3 separate regions of the Mus musculus genome follow, and all the other regions are linked to region 1. A link is a contact called in public HiChIP or PLAC-seq data. All regions are on one chromosome and are shown on one strand. Each heading gives the region's core, a stretch centred on a gene start, on an enhancer-like site or on the middle of the called end of the contact. The rest is flanking DNA. Distances are from core to core; before and after follow the strand shown. Region 1 holds the start of Klk4 (kallikrein related-peptidase 4 (prostase, enamel matrix, prostate)). Region 2 holds the start of Klk1b22 (kallikrein 1-related peptidase b22). Region 3 holds the start of Siglece (sialic acid binding Ig-like lectin E).

What was found. HiChIP or PLAC-seq counts read pairs in DNA pulled down with a chosen protein or histone mark.
Region 2: a contact with region 1 is called in an H3K27ac HiChIP or PLAC-seq map of embryonic stem cells, with 3 times the contacts expected there. The contact joins the promoter of Klk1b22 here to the promoter of Klk4 in region 1. A contact is called at or near these places in 2 of 39 promoter capture datasets (embryonic stem cells and stem cell-derived epiblast-like cells) and 1 of 115 datasets of contacts at active chromatin or transcription factors (embryonic stem cells).
Region 3: a contact with region 1 is called in an H3K27ac HiChIP or PLAC-seq map of microglia, with 8 times the contacts expected there. The contact joins the promoter of Siglece here to the promoter of Klk4 in region 1. A contact is called at or near these places in 3 of 39 promoter capture datasets (the C10 cell line, cranial neural crest and liver), 1 of 115 datasets of contacts at active chromatin or transcription factors (microglia) and 2 of 9 other capture datasets (adipose tissue and liver).

Annotation. Positions count from the first base shown.
Region 1 is chr7:43,879,816-43,882,464 of GRCm38.p6, forward strand. Klk4 (kallikrein related-peptidase 4 (prostase, enamel matrix, prostate)) reads left to right here and starts at 1,345. Exons shown (of 6, transcript NM_019928.2): 1 at 1,345-1,399; 2 at 1,826-1,897. The coding sequence starts at 1,834.
Region 2 is chr7:44,111,338-44,113,986 of GRCm38.p6, forward strand. It overlaps Klk1b22 (kallikrein 1-related peptidase b22), which reads left to right and starts at 1,336. Exons shown (of 5, transcript NM_010114.2): 1 at 1,336-1,410. The coding sequence starts at 1,365.
Region 3 is chr7:43,658,838-43,661,486 of GRCm38.p6, forward strand. It overlaps Siglece (sialic acid binding Ig-like lectin E), which reads right to left and starts at 1,324. Exons shown (of 7, transcript NM_031181.2): 1 at 857-1,324; 2 at 373-651; 3 at 136-183. The coding sequence starts at 1,295.

The DNA of each region.
Region 1 (2,649 bases), core at 95-2,594:
CACCAGACCCCAGCATCCCCCTCCTGGACCCCAGCATCTCCCTCCTGGACCCCAGCATCTCCCTCCTGGACCTCAGCATCCCCCTCCTGGACCCCAGCATCTCCCTCCTGGACCTCAGCATCTCCCTCCTGGACCTCAGCATCTCCCTCCTGGACTCCAGCATCTCCCTCCTAGACTCCAGTATCTCCCTCCTGGACCTTAGCATCTCCCACCAGACCCCAGCATCTCCCTCCTGGACTTCAGCATCTCCCTCCTGGACCCCAGTATCCCTTTCCTGGACCTCAGCATCTCTCACCAGACCCCAGTATCCCCCCTCCTGGACCTCAGCATCTCCCACCAGACCCCAGCATCTCCCTCCTGGACCCCAGCATCTCCCACTTGAATCTCAGTGCTTTCCCAGTCATGGTCCAGCCTTCAATCCCTACCTCTGTCTCTCCTCACCAAGAGCAATTTCACAAAGTAAGCAAGCCATGTCAATTCCTCTACCACTGAACCTTGATATCTAAGCCATTTCTGAAGGCTGCCTGTCTGCCTTGCTTCCCATGGGAATGTCATCCACGGACAAATGCCAAGACGTCTTCTGATGCAACCTCACTTGTCTGGTTCCCACTCTTCCTCATAGTCATCTGACTCGGACACTACCAACTACCATTTATCTCTTGATTCCTCTGTCTTCTTGATTGTACATCTCTCCCCCTGATCACCGGGACCGGAGTCCCAGGAACATGGAGAGATCACTCTTCCTAGTTCCTGACTTGATTTAGAATTCCAAGCATGAGAGCTGCCAATTGCTGTTGACTAAGGGGTGCCTCCATCACACCCTCGTTCCTAGGAGCCTCTGCACTAGGACATCTGCAGAGGGAGGATCTGTGTGCAGGGTTCTCTGAATTCAGGCTGAGCATGGAGTGATGCTTACCCAGATCCTATGCATGGGGAAAAGGAGATGGAGAGGTGGGTCACAGATAAGATTTCCAAGGAAGTACGAGATGCAAGCTGGATTTGGTGCTGGGGCAGTTTTCAGAGGACGAACAGAAGGACACAGAGGGAGACTACGGGAGTGAGGTAGGGGGAATTTCATTTAGTGAGTAAAATGAGCCTGAGAGAAGGAAAGGATGAATGAAAGAACATGAGGGGGGGCAAGGGAGGGGGAAGAATAAAGGCCAGAGAGGCTGGGGTCTGGACACTGTTCCCTCCCTGTGCCCCAGACTCCACCTGACTTGGAGGCAGCCTGAAGGCTTTGAGCTGGAGCCTGCAGCATCTGACGTATGGAATGTGTCCCCTGGGGGGCAGGCCAGCCCCAGCTGAGGAAGCTTATAAGCCCCATAGGGGCCCCTGTGGGTAGCAAACCAGCTCAGCTTAGCTCAGCTCAGCCGCAGAATTCGGAGCCCAGAAGCAGCAGGTGAGACACACACACACATTCTCTCTCTCTCTCTCTTGCTCTCACACTCTCTGTTTAGAAGCATCCCTGCATTCCTCTCTGAACCTCTGGCTCTGATCTCTGCCTCTCAGACTGCCTCCAACCAGATAGGTCTCTTGAATGCCCTGTCAGGGTCTTCTATCTGTCCTAAGTGAAGCCCTGTCGGGGTCTTTCATCTGTCCTAAGTGAAGATCTATGCCTCCATTTCTCCACACCCCCACCCATCCCTAGATAGATGCTTCTCCCTCCTCCTCCTCCTTCTCTTCCTCCTCCCTTTTACTTCTTCCCCCTTCTCTCTGTCTCTTTCTATCCGGTCACATCCCACAAATGAAAAAGGCAAGGGAGAGAGATCATGGGGAGGCAGGGAGTAAGACTACCGTCCAGATTCATTGTTGTCTTCATTTCCAGGAGCCAACATGATGGTCACTGCACGAACCCCCTGGGGCTGGTTCCTGGGGTGCCTCATCCTTGAGGTCACAGGTATCTGAGTGTGTGTGTCATGGTGTGTGCCCGAGTGAACAGTGTCAGCCAACAGCAGGACTCAGTGTCCTACTGTTTCTGACTCTCTGATGTGGCAGTATGATGTGACTGTGTGTGGTCATGGCTGTAAAGGGTGACAGGTCCTGAGAAGGAGAGACAGTCTTAGTGGTACCACTAAGGGGAAGACGGGATCTGTGCCCAGTTCCTGAGTGACTAGTTGATTCTTTCCGTTAAACTCCCTATGTACAACAGGCTAGTCTCAAACTTTCAGAAGTCAGCCTGCCTCTGCCCCTGAGTGCTAGAGTTGATACCTGACCCACTTATTTATTTTTTAAGAGTCTTACTTAGTCCAGGCTGGCCGTGAATTCACTAAGCAGCCAAGAACATCCTTAGATTTCCAATCCTTCTGCCTCTGCCTAAGTGCTGGGGTTATAGGTATGTACCACTATACCCAGTTTACGTGGTGCTGTAGTGCTGGGATCCAAACCCAAGACTTTGTGCATGCTAAGCCAGCACTCCCTCCCAGCCCCCTCTGGGATAAAGATGTTGCCTGGGTGAATGGGCTGTGGCTGGGTGTGCCTGAGGGGAGGTGCATGGAAGCACAGCCGTGCCACAAAAGCTGAACAGCTCCTGAAGTCGTGACTGTGTGTGAGGGAGAAATGGTTCCTGGGTCCTGAAGATCAGCCTGAGAATCCAAGCTGACCCGTCTTCCTGACAAATGACCCTACATCCAGTGTGCTGATGATCCTGGC
Region 2 (2,649 bases), core at 86-2,585, 230 kb after region 1:
CCTTTCTTCTTAGCTCTAAACTTTGTCTCTGCAACTCCTTCCATGGATATTTTATTCCCTATTCTAGGGAGGAATGAAGTATCCATGAGTTGGTCTATCTTCCTGATTTTCTTGTGTTTTGGAAGTTGTATCTTGGGTATTTTAGGTTTCTGGGCTAATATCCACTTATTGGTGAGTGCATATCTAGTGACTTCTTTTGTGATTGGGTTACCTCACTCAGGATGATATCCTCCAGATACATCCATTTGCCCAAGAATTTCATAAATTCATTGTTTTTAATAGCTGAGTAGTACTCCATTGTGTAAATGCATCACATTTTCTGTATCCATTTCCTCTGTTGAGGGACATATGGGTTCTTTCCACCTTCTGGCTATTATAAAAAGGGCTGCTATGAACATAGTATAACATGTATCCTTATTACCAGTTGGAACATCTTCTGGGTATATGCCCAGGAGAGGTATTGCTGGATCTACCAGTAGTGTCCAGTTTTCTGAGGAACCTCCAGACTGATTTCCAGAGTGGTTGTATAAGCTTGCAAACCCACCAGCAATGGAGGAGTGTTCCTCTTTCTCCACATCCTCGCCAGCATCTGCTGTCACCAGAATTTTTGATCCTAGCCATTCTGACTGGTGTAAGGTGGAATCTCAGGGTTGTTTTGATTTGCATTTCCCTGATGATTAAGTATGCTCAACATTTTTTCAAGTACTTCTCAGTCTTTCAGTATTCCTTGATTGAGAATTCTTTGTTTAGCAATTTTTAATGAGGTTATTTGAATTTCTGGAATTCAGCTCCTAATAGGAAAAGTAAAATCAGTGATCCAACTTCCAAGTCCAAAATGAAGCATTTTGGCATTCTCCAAGGAAGGATTTGTATCTACAGGGAGCTTGCAGCCCTCTAGGCTACCACTTGTGCAAAGACTCTGTTCTAACTGCAACTTTCTGGGATAATCTTGGACTTGAGGTACAGGACCTTCCTTAGAGGTGTGGGTTAGGCAGCACTCGCTCCACTACCCTCCGTTAACACCAATTCACCATTGCCACGACCTTGACATCTGGCTAAGGTCCCTGGAACACTAACAGCTCCAGAAACAAAAGTCCATGCCCCACCCGATTTTATCCTTGGGAAGGTATCCAGGGTGACCTAGGGCCTACTGGACATCAGGTGCAACAGGACCGCCCCTTACCACAGCAGGGAGGGTAAGTGCAGGGAATCCACCTCTGTCAGCAAGGGAAGAGCTTTGGTCAGCATTTGGCTGCCACAGGACAGGGGTGGGGCTGTGGGGGAGAATGAGGGTTTTTAAAGTCTCCCTGAGGAGCCTCCACAGCTCCAAGCTCACCTCCTGCAGCTCCTGGACACCTGTTACCATGAGGTTCCTGATCCTGTTCCTAACCCTGTCCCTAGGAGGGATTGGTGAGATACGGGAAGGGGAGGGGTCACAGCCCTGACTCTCCTGATGCTATTGGCCCTGGCCATACCTTTTCCCTCTCCCCTGAACCCAGCTACATCATGAGCACCACCTGCTCCTCCTCCTCCTCTGCCTTATGCAGTGATCGGACCTTCACAGTCCTTGCTCCCAGGAAAGACCCCTGTCCACTCCCACTTTCCAGAACTATCTCCTTTTTCTCAACACCTGACCGTCTCTGGGCTTCTCCAGTCTTTCTATGGAACCCACCCTCTTTCTAAACTTAGGACCTCAAATTTCCCTACAGTTCATTGTTTTTCCTACAGCCTCATAGCCCAAACCCTGAGTCAGAGGCTTGCCTAATCCCACACTAGAGCCTTAGGCTGTCCAGCAGCTGCCAGCCTTCAGATATGTTTTCCACATCCTGACAACTGGTGCCCCATCTTCCCAAGATGTTCAGTTTCTACCAAAACTCCCTCTACTCAAATTGGCTTGTAAGGTCAGATGGGTTCCCCCTCCATTTCTGGTGTGGAGAGAATGCCCGGGTCACTTCTCACTAGCTTTTTTATTTAGTCTCATTTTTGGACAAGGGGTCAATTGGCAGACACAAGGCTTGGACAACAAGTATCTTCCTCAATCACTCACAACATTGGCAGGGGCTCTCACTGAATGGAGACTTCTGTTTAGGCTAAGATGACTGTTCTACAAAACTCAAGGGAATCCTCCTGATTCCACCTACCCAGCTCTGGGGTTACAGGCACACAGCATCACACCTGACTCTTTTCCTGGGATCTGCAAGGTTCAGCTAAGGTCCTAATGCTTGCATGGCCAATCCTGTAGCAGCCAAGCCATCGCTTGCCCAGCTCTTGGGAATAAGTTCTGAGTTAGTGTCTCATGATGTAGCCCAGGCTTGTCTTCATCCCTGGCAATCCCTCTGCCTCAGCCTGCTGTGTACTTAGGTTACAGAGAAGTGCAGCTATGCATGGCTTGCCAAGATTTCCTCTGTTCCCAATGTTATGCCTTGGCCTGCTCTTCCCTCTCATATCTCCCTCCCTGTGCTGCAGGCTCCTGTCCCATCTCATCAGAGCCCCAATGCACAGCTCGAGTTCCCACTCTCTACAGGACACCCCAAAGACCCCAATGCCTAACCCTAGTACCTCACATCAGCTGGCTCCTCCTCTCTGCCTCACAGTGGCCTGTCTTGATCTAACTATGTTTCCACTTCTGTCCAGAGGCTTTAATTCCTT
Region 3 (2,649 bases), core at 74-2,573, 220 kb before region 1:
TAGGAGTTTCAGGGGAGTTGATCCAGTGGTTTCCCAACAAGGAACCTCTTGTCTCCAGGGTGAGCCCAGTGTGAGGCAGAATCAGCCTTCCTGAACAGAAGAGATGCTATATCCCCCACCCAGGATGGTACCTACCTGAGTCAGCTCCTTGATAGATGGTCACAGTCAGATTCTTTGGAGCATCTAAGAGAGAATGACACAGTGAACTCATCAACCACCCTCTGTCCCCAGCAGGTGCCTAGGTGGGTATGGCAGGGGGCCGTCATCCTGACAAGCACCCTTATCAGGATTTTAGGACCTAGTGGCCAGACCCTGACCCCACCTGGGGGACCACTTTGTACTAGAAAAACAGGCATCCCAGCCCAGCCTCACATGACACGTTGAGACGGATGGTCATTCTTGTGGACACATTAGTTCCAGGCAGGGTCACCTGACAAGTGAGGTTGGTGCCATGGTCCTGAGGCTGAGGGGTGATGGTTAGCACTGAGGAACCCGTAGTGTTGGTGCTCAAAAATGACACAGAGGTACCAGTCCAGGAGAAGATGGGAGGTGCCGTCCACCCACAGTCCCAAGGCACAGAGCAGGTCAGGTTGCTGGGATGGCCAGCTTCAAGCGTCTCCGGGAGAAGAATTTGGGGGGTGTTAGTGAGGGCTGGTGAGGAAAGGGGAGAAATGGAGCATCAGGATGGGATCAGGTGCAGCTTCAGAGGAAGCCCCGGCTCTGATCCAGCTCCTCCCCTGAGCCCTGATGCTCAAACCCAGCTGCTCCCAGGACAGAGTTCTATCCCAGCCCTGCCCTGAGGCATGATCTCGTACACTGCTCCCAACCCATGGCATCTTTGCAGACCATGTCTGACCTGTTACAACCAGAGTCATCTTGTCCCACATGTAATTATACTTTGTTTTTCCACGCTCCAGGCGAAAGAAGTATAACCCCGCATCCTTCTTTCTGATCTCTCTGATGTTCAGGGAGCAGTCATTCCTCCAAGGGTCTCCGAGCAGGAAGAATCGATTCCGGGTTTCCTTCACTGCTTTACGAATTGGGTTATTTGTGGCCACGATGGAATCTTTGCGTCTGTCGGTTCCTTCCCTGTACCAGAATCCATGAACTGGGTCTGAGTCAGTCCAGTCAGTCAACCTCTTCTTGAGATAGGAGAAGTTACAGGGCACAAGGACACACAGGCCCTCCTGCACCACCACCTTCCTTTCCACATTCAGGGTGAAAACCTCTTGGGGGTTCTGACCCTCCACACCCTTTATCCCCCAGAGCAGCAGCAGCAGCAGCAACAGCAGCATGTCCAGCTAAAACTGTCTCTCCAGGCTCTGCTTTGAGGAACTAAGAGATGCAAGGCCCTGAGGAAGCCCCAGCGGAAGCAGGGGTGAGGCCAGGAAAGTGGCTGCCTCAGGAGGAAGAGCTTCAGACCCAGGCACTGTCAGGACCCTTGAGTATCAGCTACTTACCACCCAGACCTACTCCTGAGACCAAAGATGGCCTCTCCCACATTCACCAGTTCAGGGCCTGACCACCTCTCCTCCTTCTCTACTAACCTTGGCCTTTGAGTGACATTTTTTGCCCAGTGAAAATGCATTTGCTCCCTCCAGAGCCCCCAGAGCTTCCCCTGAGGCTGATGATATTGGTGGAGTTGGGGATGGTTCTAGGGCATAGGGAAGAAGGGGAACTGGGAGGTACAGGCTGGGAAGCATCCCTCCTTCCTTTAGCAGCTTGTCCTGGCTGCCCACCCTCTCTGCACAATGACCCGAGGCTTGTTCCCAAAGCTCCACTGTCCAATTAGGAGATGGATCTCAGGCCCCTCGAGTATCTCACAGCCAGAGATTCAGTAGTGGTAGCAAAGACTGAATGGCTAGTTGCTATAGAGGGGTTTATATAGACATAATGTTACTGTGCAGTGTGTAAAGATTGTCATTGTATTGTTCAAATGCTGATTTCTGTGCCCCCATATCAGGTTGCAAAACATTGCTACCCAATTATTCCCTGATTGGTCAATAAAGAAGCTGATCAGTCAATGACTGAGTCGGGGAGAAAATAGGACTGGACTTCCTCCCAGCTAGGGACAGGGAGACAGAGAAAGGAAGTGGGGGTTCACCACGAGGAGACAGTCCAGGAGACATGCAGAAAGACCTGGAGCCCAGGGAGCAGATCAGTACTAAAATGCAAGTATAACTGGGGCATAGCCGGATTAATTTAGAGGATTATAATAGACTGGTACTGCTCAATTGTTTTGCCCTTAAAGCTTGTTAAATCAATATAATAGTCCGATCTCAATTATTTAGGAGTTAGTTGGATTAAGAGTAAAACTGCAACAAACACTTTACATATTGCCACTGTCTTAGTCAGGGTTTCTATTCCTGCACAAACATCACGACCAAGAAGCAAGTTGGGGAGGAAAGGGTTTATTCGGCTTACACTTCCACACTGCTGCTCATCCCCAAAGGAAGTCAGGACTGGAACTCAAGCAGGTCAGGAAGCAGGAGCTGATGCAGGGGCCATGGAGGGATGATATTTATTGGCTTGCTTCCCCTGGCATGCTCAACTTGCTTTCTTATAGAACCCAAGACTACCATCCCAGGGATGGCACCACCCACAATGGGCCCTCCCCACTTGATCACTAATTGAGAAAATGCCCCACAG